Linked DNA regions of Mus musculus: regions 1 and 3 are each linked to region 2. Evidence: chromatin contacts called from public Hi-C and capture Hi-C data. All regions are on one chromosome and are shown on one strand. The core of a region is the stretch at or near the end of the contact, and the rest is flanking DNA. Distances in the headings are between cores, read along the strand shown.

Region 1 (3,891 bases), core at 513-3,012, 300 kb before region 2:
TACACTCATATAAGAATTTAGCAAGGCCTAGGAAATAGAGGGGTTGTGGTATTGCATTATTCATGAGGTCTGCTAAGAGCAGAACCCCCTGGTGCTAGCCTTCACAAGGTTCAAAGGTATAGCACTAGAGTGTGAAATCCTTACCTGTCATTAAGTTGACCCTAGGCAGGACTGCTTTATCTTTACTGTAAACATTTACCTGGTTCCTGTAAATCTTTTTGAAGTCATTCCTTTGTTTTGTGTCAGGCAACTTCAATGTACTTTGCCTGCTGTGACTTCCTACCCCTTTTATTTTCTGTACTATATAAGACTGGTGTTCACTTTGTGACAATACATTCAGATTCTACACAATCTCGTGTGTTGGTCTGTCTGTCACCCGCCAACTCCTTGCCCATCTGCACCCAGAGACCCGTTCCGCGCAGACAAAGGGACCCAGAGGGTCTGCGGCAAGAAAGACCATCCACCTCTTGCCTTGATGGGATCAAGGTCTATATTTAAGAGGCTAGCTCAAACATGAGCATCTACTCCAAATCTAGCAAATGCTTGGTCCTACTTGCTTAAAAGAAGAATGAATAATCAGATACAGTCTCAGCTGGTGTTAATTAAAATGCACAGTCTCAAGTAGGAGACACATATTAAATAAGCAAGTAGGCAGATGTGGGTAATGCTTTAAATTATACATGGAAGGAAAGAAGTCCTGTTAGGGAAGGGGGTAGTGTGCATAGACTTAGAGCAGTGGCTCTCAACCTGTAGGTCACGACCTCTTTGGTAAACCTCTATCTCCAAAAATAATTACATTGTAACTCATAACAGTAGAAATATTACAGTTATGAAAGTAGCAATGATACAATTTTATGGTTGGGAATGACTTACTGGAGGAGGGCACAGTCAAAAGAATGGAGTGTTAGGTGTGGGCATGCTTATTACCACAGCACCTGGGAGACAGAGGTCAGAGGATCAGGAGTTCAAGGTCATTCGTGGCTACAAGGCAAGTTCAAGGCCAGCACTGGCTACCTGATACCCTGCCTCAACAACAGTATAGAATGGAGACAGGTGAGATCCTAGCCAACAACTAGATTACTTAGAGCCTTAGGGGCTCTGCAGTGGGCTTTGAACTTCATCCCAAGGACAGTAAGGACAGTAGGAAATTATTAACAGAGTACAAGTGACACCTGGTCTGGAAAAGGGTTCAAGGACGGCCCTTGCAAAAGTAATTTCATGAAGGACACATTGGTTTCTGGGCTGCATTAGGAGACAGCAGTGGCCGGGCATGGTGGCGCACGCCTTTAATCCCAGCACTTGGGAGGCAGAGGCAGGCAGATTTCCGAGTTCCAGGCCAGTCTGGTCTACAAAGTGAGTTCCAGGACAGCCAGAGCTACACAGAGAAACCCTGTCTCGAAAAAAAAAAAAAAAAAAAAAGAGCCTGGCAGGGCAGAGAGGGCAGCATGTTCTAGGCGGAAGGAGGGACTGGAAGGTGAAAGCAATGTGATGGAGGGGTACTGTGTCATGGGAGGTGGAAGACAGTAGAGAAGGTTTTATTTTATGTTGTGACCATCAAAGTGAACAGTTATGACAGGGCAGAGGGCAATGGTCCTCACATGGGGAGAGTAGCGACTGGGACCCTACACATGGATTGAAAGCATTTTGCCCTTTGACTCTGCCACCTTAACCTGGAAGGACGCCCTGTGGTTCAAGTACTGTGGTTGGTCACTTCGCATTTGCAGAAGCAGATGGAAACCGAAAGTCTGGATTCCCCCAAGTCTCCACTTTCAGGTGCTGTCCAGCCCTGCCCTCTGCTGGTAAATTCTGGTAGACACCCAAGAAACTAAGCTGCCCGGCTCATGTTCTCACTTTCTTAGTGAAATGATTATAATACGTGATTATGTAACAAAATATAGAAACTTTTGCCGGGCGTGGTGGCTTGCGCCTTTAATCCCAGCACTCGGGAGGCAGAGGCAGGCAGATTTCTGGGTTCGAGGTCAGCCTGGTCTATAGAGTGAGTTCCAGGATAGCCAGGGCTGCACAGAGAAACCCTGTCTCGGAAAAAAAAAAAAAAAAATTGAAGCTTTAACTAGCTCTCTAAATGACACTTTGGAAAGGTATAAACATTACAAGTTATAAACAAATTCATCCAGATTAAAATACAGGATGTTCCAGCAGCCTTGAGAGTTCTCCCTTACTTCCCTGCTTACTCACTGTTCTGACTACTGTTTGGATTTGTTTGAGACAAGTTCTTTCTTTCTCTCTCTTTCTTTCTTTCTTTCTTTCTTTCTTTCTTTCTTTCTTTCTTTCTTTCTTTCTTTCTTTCTTTCTTTCTTTCTTTCTTTCTTTCTTATATACACTGTAGCTGTCTTCAGACACTCCAGAAGAGGGCATCAGATCTCATTACGGATGGTTGCGAGCCACCATGTGGTTGCTGGGATTTGAACTCAGGACCTTTGGAAGAGCAGTCCGTGCTCCTAACCGCTGAGCCATCTCACCAGCCCGAGACAAATTCCCGATGAGTATCCCCAGGTTGGCCTTGCGTTCATTAACCAGCCCAGGCTGACCTTGACCTGAACTCTTGCGTCTCAGCCTCTCGATCACTGGAATTAGAGGAGCATGTCACCACAGCATGTCACCACAGCCAGCTGCCACCATCCTGACTTTTAACAGCAGAGATGAGCTTACCCTGTTCTTGACCAGCATATCAAGGAAGTCAACACTATGTGCTCTTGTATTATACCTTTTTGACTTAACATATACCTGTACCATTTCCCAAATTGTATATTATAATAAATTCCTTTAAAATCTTCCAGCTTTTTGTTTGTTTGTTTAAGATTTACACGATGTATAAATGGATGCCTTTGGAGGCCAAAGAACTTAGATCCCAGGAGTTGGAGTTACAAGCCATTGTAGGTATCATGTTTTATAAAACACAGTATAATGTGGCTGGAGAGAGCACCTTAGCAGACCTGGCTATGGTGTCACCATGAACAACCAAGCCATGTGACAGACCTAGCATGAAGAGCAGTTATTGGTGGGAAGGGGAGGAGACCTAGAAAAGAGATAGAGGCAGAGGAAGGAGGGGGACAGAGAAGGACTGAAAGAGAGAGGAAGAGACTGGCCAGGAACACATGGGAAAGAGAGGAGAGAGAGACACACACACACACAAAGAGACAGACACACAGACCAAGCAGACCTTCTTTTCACCAGGTTGGCTCACACCTGTCAGGCGGCTATGCAAGCCGACGCTAGGTAGCTGTTGGCAGAGCCTAGGGGAATTGCCATCAGTAGGTGTCCCAACACAAGTCCTCAGGACCAAACTCTGTTTCTCTACAAGAGCAACAATCTCTCTCAGCTACCTCTTAGCCCAGCAGTCTATACTTTAAAACAGGAATTCTTGCAAAGGACCCGAGTCTGGTTCTCAGCAACCCACACTGAGTAGGGCACACACCTGCCTGGTACTCCAGCTCCGGGGACTCCAAACCATCTTTTGACCTCTACGGGTACCCATATGCCTGTGCACACACACAGATGCACATAAGTAAAAAAGACATTTTTTTTTTTAAGACAGGGTTTCTCTGTATAGCCCTGGCTATCCTGGAACTCACTTTGTAGACCATGCTGGCCTCGAACTCAGAAATCTGCCTGCCTCTGCCTCCCTGGTGCTGGGATTAAAGGCGTGTGCCACCACGCCCAGCAAGACATACTTTTTAAAGTAATTCTATTTTAAAATGCACCAGCACTGTGAGACATGGTGGCTCATACCTATAATTCCATCATTTGAGAGGCTAAGGCAGGAGGATTCCCAAATGTTGAAGGACAGCCTGAGTTACATAGCGAGTTTCTAGCCAAGCTGAACTACAAAAAGGAAAAAAAAAATCAAGTGATTTTATTTTCTCTGTAGCT
Region 2 (3,890 bases), core at 228-2,727:
CTGGAGAAATGGCTCAGTGGTTAAAGACCCGAGTTCAAATTCTAGCACCCACATGACAGCTTATAAGTGTCTGTAACTCCAAGATCTGACACCCTCAGACAGACATACATGGAGGGAAAACACCAACACACATAAAATAAAGATAAATAAAAAAATTTAAAAAGAGGAAAAAAAAAATTAAATCAAGCATTACCACCACTACCAACCCCTCCCCCAACCCCCACAACAGAAAACCAAGACGGCAAAGATCTGAAAGTCTTTTCATGTTTGCCAAATTTCTATTGTGTTAAAACAAGTTGCCAAAGATTCCAGGGTTCTCCAGAATTTCTGTTCACCAGAGTTCCGAAAATACTGGATTATTAGTTTGAGCTCAGCTACTTCGCCTGTTTGGTAGCCAGCGCTATAAGCAGAGGCACAAACAGGCGCGCTGGCTCCCTCTCGTGGACAGCATGGAGAAGACACGAGAAGAAAAGGGTGTAGAATCCCAAAGCAGTGTTTCACTGAAATAGACCCAAGCGATGTGGTCTGTAAACCAGCGTCTGAGGAAGTGTTGCATTTTGCTGGATAAGGTAAAAAGGACGGTCCACTGGAGGGGGGTTGTAAGACTTATAAACGGAATGTGCAGGTAGTGAACCAACAAGCGTCAGCCACTTGTTCAGCTCAACCGCAGTAAATGTTCCTGTGAGGGGAAATTCCCAAAACCAAACCCCATAGGGATCTTTCTCCTCCCTCTGTCGTCTCACAATTGGGAGACGCAAAGGGGATGCCAGAGTTCCCTCCGACCAGGGATCCCCAGTATAGCTTGGTCCCACCTTAGCATCATGGGGCTGCCTGGGCAGGAGCATGGGACCCCATGTCTCTAGCTCATTTCCTGTCAGGTGTTCTACTTAAGCCATCCAGCAGCCCTAGAGGGCTTCCAGGCCTCTCTGCCAAATCGAAGAGACTGTGTGCTCAGGGAGATTGGTTGAGGTCTCAGGCTTTTTCTCTCAAAAGGCCCGTGGGGGCGTGAGGTGGGGGAGGTGTTCTTGCTCACCTGTCTGACATTCTCTTTTGTGGTCTCTAGGTTGTTTTTGTCTTAGTTTTCTTTCAATACTTGGCCTCTTGTAGTCCAGGGTAGTCTCAACCTAGGTAGGCAGTAGAAGATGCCCCTCCCTCCTTCCTGCCTGCCTGCTGGGGTTACAGGTTCCTGCTCTTTTGTTTAGATGGTAAAGAGGCAGAAATATTTCTAAGTACTAGGACAGCTCATGATAGTGGCACTCACGAGTACCCAAGATCCATCTGCCTCCCGACTTAGTGTGGAGGTCACTTACTCCAGAAAGACCCCCGTTGAGTCCCCCAGGCACCATGAGGCAATTCTGTCATGATTCTGTGGGAGAGGAGGCATTCTAGAGGAAGTGATAATGTGAACAAGCTGAGCTCTCTGGTTAGCTGCCGGCAGCTGCCTGTGAGGATGATCTGTCCTCTCAGCTCCCTGCTGAGACAGGGCCCTGCCTCCCTGCTTTGGGTGTGTCAGCCCAGAATGCCTTCCAGGGGCTGTAGGGGCCTTCCCCAGCTTCTCCCTGCCTAAATGCCACTGCGGTGCTGTGCCTGCAAGCCTCCAGCTGAGGAACGAGCTCCTTTGGGGTGGGTGGATGCCAGGGCTGGATCATGTGCAGGCAGGCAGAGAGGCGCATGGATGCAGGAGAGAAGGAGGTGGCTGATAATGGGCAGTGGGCAGGGGAATGGGGAATGAGGAGGTGTGGGAGAGGCCTGATGACCCGCAGTCAGGTTTAGCCAGGTGGAGGAAGAGGGCCTGCTGGGGAAGGACTTTGAAGGAGTAGATACCTGGAGGTCAACTCTGCAGCCTAGCCTGCGGCCACTTGGAGTCACTTCTTACCACTTCATTGGCTGACCAGAGCTCCAGGCCTCCAGGCAGCAGCTGTGTCGTGGGTCCCCTGCTTGACCCTAGGGTTTCAGGGAAAGCTTCCCATAATGAAATTCTGGGCTGAGTTTCAAGAATGAGAAAGGATGTTCCAGGGAAATAGAGCACCCTACTTAGATGTGGGCAGGAAGGACCCTGCCTGTGTGCTAGGCTGCGGAGGGCATGCCACGCCTCTGGGATGTGAAGTCTGCAGAACTGTGAGTGGGCACATTCCAGCCCAGCTACCCGTCGGGGAGCCCTGGAAGCTTGAGGGTTGGTGCTTGGAGTGAGGAAGGACAATAGTCGCAAATGTCACGTGGTCATCGAAGAGGCCCAGAGTGTCCAGAGCCCTGCAGTTCCTAACATTACAAGGGACATCCTGTGCCAGCAATTTCAGTGGATAGTGAGGCAGGCCCCCAGGGGTCAGTGGAGACAGGAGGTCAGAAGGAGGAAGCAGAGAGCAAAGACAACCAAGACGAGATCAACTCTCAACAATGGGCTAACAGGATTAAAACAAAACAAAACAAAACAAAACAAAACAAAACAAAACAAAACAAAACAAAACAAAACAAAACACCAGAAACAAAACAAACAAAACCTCAGTGGAGAAGGAGGACCAGAGGCAGAGGGGGCTGTGTCAGCTCTCTGATGTATTTAATGGAATTATGAAGTGTATGTGTTTAAAGAAAGCAAATGATGTAGTAAGTGATGTTCAGATGAAAACCAAACTTTAGAGCAAAGTGGGAAGTCAGGAAGAGGGCCAATGGTGGTCACAGCCAGCCAAGGCCCACTACTCTAGGGTCAGAGAGGATGTGGAGTGACAAGGCAGGCAGGCTCCCTGTCCATTTCCTGGTGGGACTAGAGGTAAGGGCAGAGAGCGAGGATGATGGAGGTAAGGAAGGAGAGAGGTCAGTGGGCAAGAGGGTCCACCAGCTCATGATGCCAGTGGCGGAGAAGTTCACTAGGTGGTACAGGTCTGGGCGAGGCCAGAAATGTGCGGTGCGGGGTGTGGTAGAAAGCCCTGGTGAGAGGGAACTGTGAGCCCAAGGCTTCATGTTCTCCATATATGGGAGTCAGGAGACGCCGGTCAATATGAAGTTCAAAAGGAACTTTGGCCACGGCGCTGTCAGGGGTGTCAAAGACAGTGCCGAGGAAGGAAGATTGATGTCCTAGGAGCAGCAACTGGGAACAGGAAGCAGTCGCTGCTATTTCCTGCCCTGGGCCCCAGGAGTGTGGGAGAGTGAGGAGCCTTCCCCTTGGGAAACAGGGTGGGTATGGGAAGGAGATTGTCTTCATGGGAACAAGGTCTTAAGAATGTTCTGGGTGGGGAAGGATGGAGAAAGTGGGATGAGTGTGGCTTGGCGTCCGGGTAGGGGCGGCTCGGCGTAGTGCGTGGGGGTGGGGGAGTGCGTGGGAGTGGGGGAGCCGCTGGGGATGGGCGAGTAGTGGGGGTAGGGATCTGCTGGGGATGGGAGAGCTACTGGGGGTGGGGGAGCAGTTGAGGGGCGGGGGAGCGGCTGTGGGGGGTGCATAAACGAGGAGATGGGCGAGAGATAAAGTGTTGGAACCTGGCTGGCGGACTGGCCTGCATGTTCCTGCCTTCACGGGCTTGAGTTTTGTTGAGAATCTGACTAAAGTCCCAGCCAAGTGTAGGCAGGGTGTGAAGAGATAATTGGTTGGGCATGGCCAGGTATCATAGCGACAAACCCAAGCCTGTGGGCCATTATGGCTTCTTACTGGGAATACTTAAGTCCCTTCCAGACGAGATTCTGGCTTGCTCTTGAACGCCCTGTCCTAGAGAAGCCTTTGCTAACAAGCTGTGAGTGAATCTGGAATGGCGGCGGTCAGAGAGCCAGGAGTTTCACAGGCCGAATACAACAATGACCTCTATTGGATGCCGTGTGGATGCGTTCATGTGTGTTTGCACGTGTGTGATGTGCTTGTGACATGTATGTGGAGGCTAGTGCTCGTCCTCAAGCGACGTTTGCCT
Region 3 (3,991 bases), core at 1,002-3,501, 490 kb before region 2:
TCATAGACTCCATCACCTCAAGGAAAGTGGATTGTGTAGTAATGAACACCAGGAGGCTATCAGATTGCCCACCACTGGGTCATCACACCTGCCTACCTCAGAGCCCCAGCACCACATATTCTGCATGTGTGCATGTGTGTTTGTAGGTTTCTTTGCTGGTTGAACAGCCTGTCTGACCTTCTTTTCCTGTTGCTGTGATAAAATACCCTAACAAAAAGAAACTTATGGGAGAAAGGGTTTATTTGGGTCGCAGACAAGGTATAGTCCGACAAGGTGACAGGAGCTTGAAGCAGCTGGTCACAGGGCAGCCACATCAGAAGACAGAGTGGCATAGGAATGTGTGAAACTCACTTTCTCTTCCTACTCACCCCAGAAACCCAAGCCCAGGGAATGGTTCTACCAACTTTTAGTCTGTGTCTTCCCACCTCAGTTAGCCAAATTAAGATAATCCCTGACAGGAATGGCCAGAGGCTCATCTCCCAGTGTTCCCAGATCCCTCGCAGTTCGTAATTAATTCTGCAGCTCAGCTTGCCCACAGGAGCAGGAATTGGTGGGAAGGCCGCCAGCACAGGGTCTTTTATTCTTCCAATTTGTTGTTCCTGCTGGAAGTGTATAGCTGGAATATGGTAGTTTATATGTCAAGACCAGCATTCTACACAGAGCCTTGCTCCAAAAAGGATATTCCCAGCACTTGGGAGAAAGAGGCAGGTGGATCTCTGTGATTTCAAGGTTAGCCTAGTTTATATAGTAAATTGTCTCAAAAAAAAAAAAAAAAAAAAAAAAAAGAATAGGTTTTGGACTTGGTTGGTTTTCTGAAAACTCATTTTTTTTTAGTTATTTGTTTGTTTAATCTCTCTTCTGTCTCTGTCTCTCTGTCTCTCTCTCTCTCACTCACTCGCTCTCGCTCTGTGTGTGTGTGTGTGTGTGTGTGTGTGTGTGTGTGTGTGTGTGGTGCTTGCATGTGCAGTACATGAACCCCAGAGATCAATGCTAGGCATCTTCCTCCACAATCATGTTCCATTTGCTTGCTTGTCTGTCTGTCTGTCTGTCTGTCTTGAGACAGGGTCCCTCTGTGTATCCCTGGCTGTGCTGGAACTAGATCTGTAGACTGGGCTGGCCTCTAGCTCACAGAGATCCACCTGCCTCTGCCTCCGAAGGGCTGAGCACTACACGCCCATCTCCTTCAGTCTTGGGATTCCCAGCACTGGGATTTTAGACTCACATTCCTGCTTCTGGCTTTCCATGGAATTTATTTTAGGTCCTCATGCTTGAGCCAAAAGCACTTTACTAACTGAGCCAGTTTTCCCAACCCCTATTGTCTTTAAACAAAACAAAACAAGTGCTTTCATCCAAACATAAAATCCATTCCTATACGTGTATTTCAGGACATCACAATGACTTTATTAATATAAAAGGAAAAAAGGGAAATATTATAATAAGATGTGTTTATTTTATGTGTATTAATGCTTTGCATATGTGTACTGATGTATCTATGCACCACATGTGTGAGTTACAGAAGGTTGTGAACTGCCATGTAGGTGCTGAGAATTAAATGTGGGTCCTTTGGAAGAGCAGCCAGTGCTCCTAACTGCTAAGCCACCTCTCCAGTCTTCCAAAAATGTGCTTTAATCTATAAATGCAGGGCTCTATCCATGGGCAGTGGTTAAAGTGACTGCACATCCTGAGGCTCTCAGCACCCATGGAAAACCAGGCATCCTACATAAGCCTCTAACCCCAGCTCTGAGGAGGAGGAGGAAGAGGAGGAGGAGGAGGAGGAGAGATGGGATTGCTGGGGTTGGCTTGCTCCCAAGGCAGTGGGAAACTTAATCTTTCAAAAATAAGGTAGTGGATGTCTGACTTCGTGCATAACCACACAGTGTCCATTTGTACAAACACATGCATCCATGTACACACACACACACACAAATAAGTAAATAAGTCTTTAAAAATATGTAAATTCTCTAAAAGAGGTTGGATCCTTATTTCTGGTTTAGAATTGCTGCTGACTAGTAATGGTGGTGCACAAGGAGGGAAGGAGAAACCCCTGCTAAGGAGCCAGCTGAGTGCAGACTGAGTCCAGCTCAGTGCAAAAGGAAGGGCTTCAATTTCTTAGCAAGATGAGTAGTTCCTGGAAACTTTCAAAACAAAACAAACTGTTATCCCATAATTTACATAGTAGCTGTATTCCTGGAAGGTGCGTCCAAGGTGTGAAAGGAAAAACAAAATCTCTTGGTTGGAGTTAGTCCAGGCTCAGGCAGGCAGGTTTAAATGAAGCTATTGTCATGCTGAACACTGGGGACTCTACAGGCTTTGAGACAGTTAGTTGTATAGGATTTTGTTGAACTTGCCAGGATGAATTTCTGGACGCTGGTACCCTCCCTTCCAAGATCTCTCAATTCTATAAATGGATCTCAATTATTGTAAAACAAACCAGGCCTGTTGGTTAAACAGGTGCGGTGATGTACGCCTATAATTCCAGCACTCCGGGAGCAGTGGGAGGAAGATGAAGGGTTTAAAGTCAGCTGGGACTTGCTTCAGCATTAACTAAATAACAATTGCTGAGGCTGGAGAAATGGCTCAACAGTTGGAGTGCTTGCCACTCTTGCAGAGGACTATCCCGCAGTTCCCAGCACCCACATCAGATGACTCAACTGTCATTGGTATGTCTGTACACATGTAAGTGCGCACACACACATACACAATTAAATAATAAAAGTACATCTTAAAACAAACAAGCAAAACAGCTGGTGATGCATAGGAGGATCCACAGTTTAACATTGTCTCTGCTACACAGTGAGTTTCAAGGCTGTTTAAATGTTTAAAGAGTGAGCTGGGCTTAAAACCCACGACCCTGACAAAACGCTTGCTTTCTTTTTCCATAGAAACCTGTTCCCTTCCAATCTTGTGGTTGCCGCATTCACTACGGTAAGGTTTGATACTTTGTCGATTATATGAAACCTTGGTGGAGGAAGTGTATAAATTAATGCACCAGAGTTTGGTAAAGTACAGGAAAGAGGGATCCTAGGGTAGTCCCTCCCCAAACCCTTCACGAATGAGGCTTATTAGGAGAAATGACCCTGAAATCATCATCAGGCCTCGAAGCCGGAGGGAGAGCAGAAAATGGTCGGTATATGTTTGGGTCAAATGACTGACGGGGTCATGGAGGAAAAGAGAGGCTTCCCTTTGAAACCTGGAGAGGAGCTTCATTAACAGTGAGAATATGAGAGTTGGGGGGAGGGGGACCTCCATGAGGAAGATGGAGGGGGAGGTCAGAGGAGCATTTGTTTTTAGATATGCCAGAGCAATCCAGAGGGATCCTGTTATAAACAAAACTTAGTAACACTAGGGTCAGTTTTTGTAGAAGGAGATTTGAAACAACAACAAAACCCTGTAGGATGTAGAAAGGGTGCCCCAAGATCCTTTGTATCACTTAGAAAATGCCTTCAAACCATTATCTGGAGACTGTTTGAAACATTATAGATTTTTCAGAAATCATACTTTTATTCTGACTATAAAGGTAGTATGTACATTTTGCTAAAAGTGGGGGTGGATAACTTGTATATATAATGTGAAGTTAAAAAAAAAAAAACAACAAACCATTTAGAGCTTTGGGTGTTTGTCACAGAAGGGATGGGTGGGGTTGGTCTCCCTGCCACCCCAATCACGGGGCAGCTGAGTACATCTGCCTCTCTGAAACTATGATAAAGCAGAGAGAAATCAAAGCTTTTGAAACATGGTCTCAAGCAGGCGCTCAGGTCTATAGCTCTCTGGGTGTCTGGCAGTTCTGTAGCCACGAGACCACCGTAGCGGGGCGGAGAGAGAGATGCATTGCACACCATGAAAAGGTGTGTGTCTTCCCAACTCACAGTAGGACCAAGGTCTGGGAAACTTGGCCAAAGACACTGCCTTACCTCATGCCCCTTTCTCTGGAGGTGGGCAGCTCAAGCCTGATTAGAAACAGACGCCAAAGAGCAGCCACACTTAGGTCATT

Evidence for each region. A called contact is a pair of places that touch in the nucleus more often than the background predicts. Capture Hi-C pulls out chosen DNA fragments and counts their contacts.
Region 1: a contact with region 2 is called in a Hi-C map of Th1 cells, with 4 times the contacts expected there. The contact joins two enhancer-like sites. A contact is called at or near these places in 1 of 15 datasets of contacts at CTCF or cohesin (large pre-B cells), 32 of 484 Hi-C or Micro-C datasets (3T3-L1-derived adipocytes, the AtT-20 cell line, the Ba/F3 cell line and 24 more), 5 of 115 datasets of contacts at active chromatin or transcription factors (astrocytes, embryonic stem cells and kidney) and 1 of 9 other capture datasets (embryonic stem cells).
Region 3: a capture Hi-C map of embryonic stem cells shows a contact between it and region 2, with 4 times the contacts expected there. The contact joins two enhancer-like sites. A contact is called at or near these places in 1 of 484 Hi-C or Micro-C datasets (embryonic stem cells), 2 of 115 datasets of contacts at active chromatin or transcription factors (astrocytes and embryonic stem cells) and 1 of 9 other capture datasets (embryonic stem cells).

Annotation. Positions count from the first base shown.
Region 1 is chr11:20,131,017-20,134,907 of GRCm38.p6, reverse strand. No RefSeq gene overlaps it. Among named protein-coding and RNA genes, the nearest start is that of Actr2, 20 kb to the right of the region's middle. Within about 2 kb of position 1,762, at least 63 of the 459 cell types and tissues checked have an H3K27ac peak or open chromatin away from gene starts, as enhancers often do. A contact at or near this core is called in Th1 cells, where this site is marked.
Region 2 is chr11:19,827,383-19,831,272 of GRCm38.p6, reverse strand. No RefSeq gene overlaps it. Among named protein-coding and RNA genes, the nearest start is that of Gm39602, 87 kb to the right of the region's middle. Within about 2 kb of position 1,477, at least 77 of the 459 cell types and tissues checked have an H3K27ac peak or open chromatin away from gene starts, as enhancers often do. A contact at or near this core is called in Th1 cells and embryonic stem cells, where this site is marked.
Region 3 is chr11:20,319,126-20,323,116 of GRCm38.p6, reverse strand. Slc1a4 (solute carrier family 1 (glutamate/neutral amino acid transporter), member 4) reads left to right here. Exons shown (of 8, transcript NM_018861.3): 2 at 2,883-2,925. Among named protein-coding and RNA genes, the nearest start is that of Slc1a4, 12 kb to the left of the region's middle. Within about 2 kb of position 2,251, at least 4 of the 459 cell types and tissues checked have an H3K27ac peak or open chromatin away from gene starts, as enhancers often do. A contact at or near this core is called in embryonic stem cells, where this site is marked.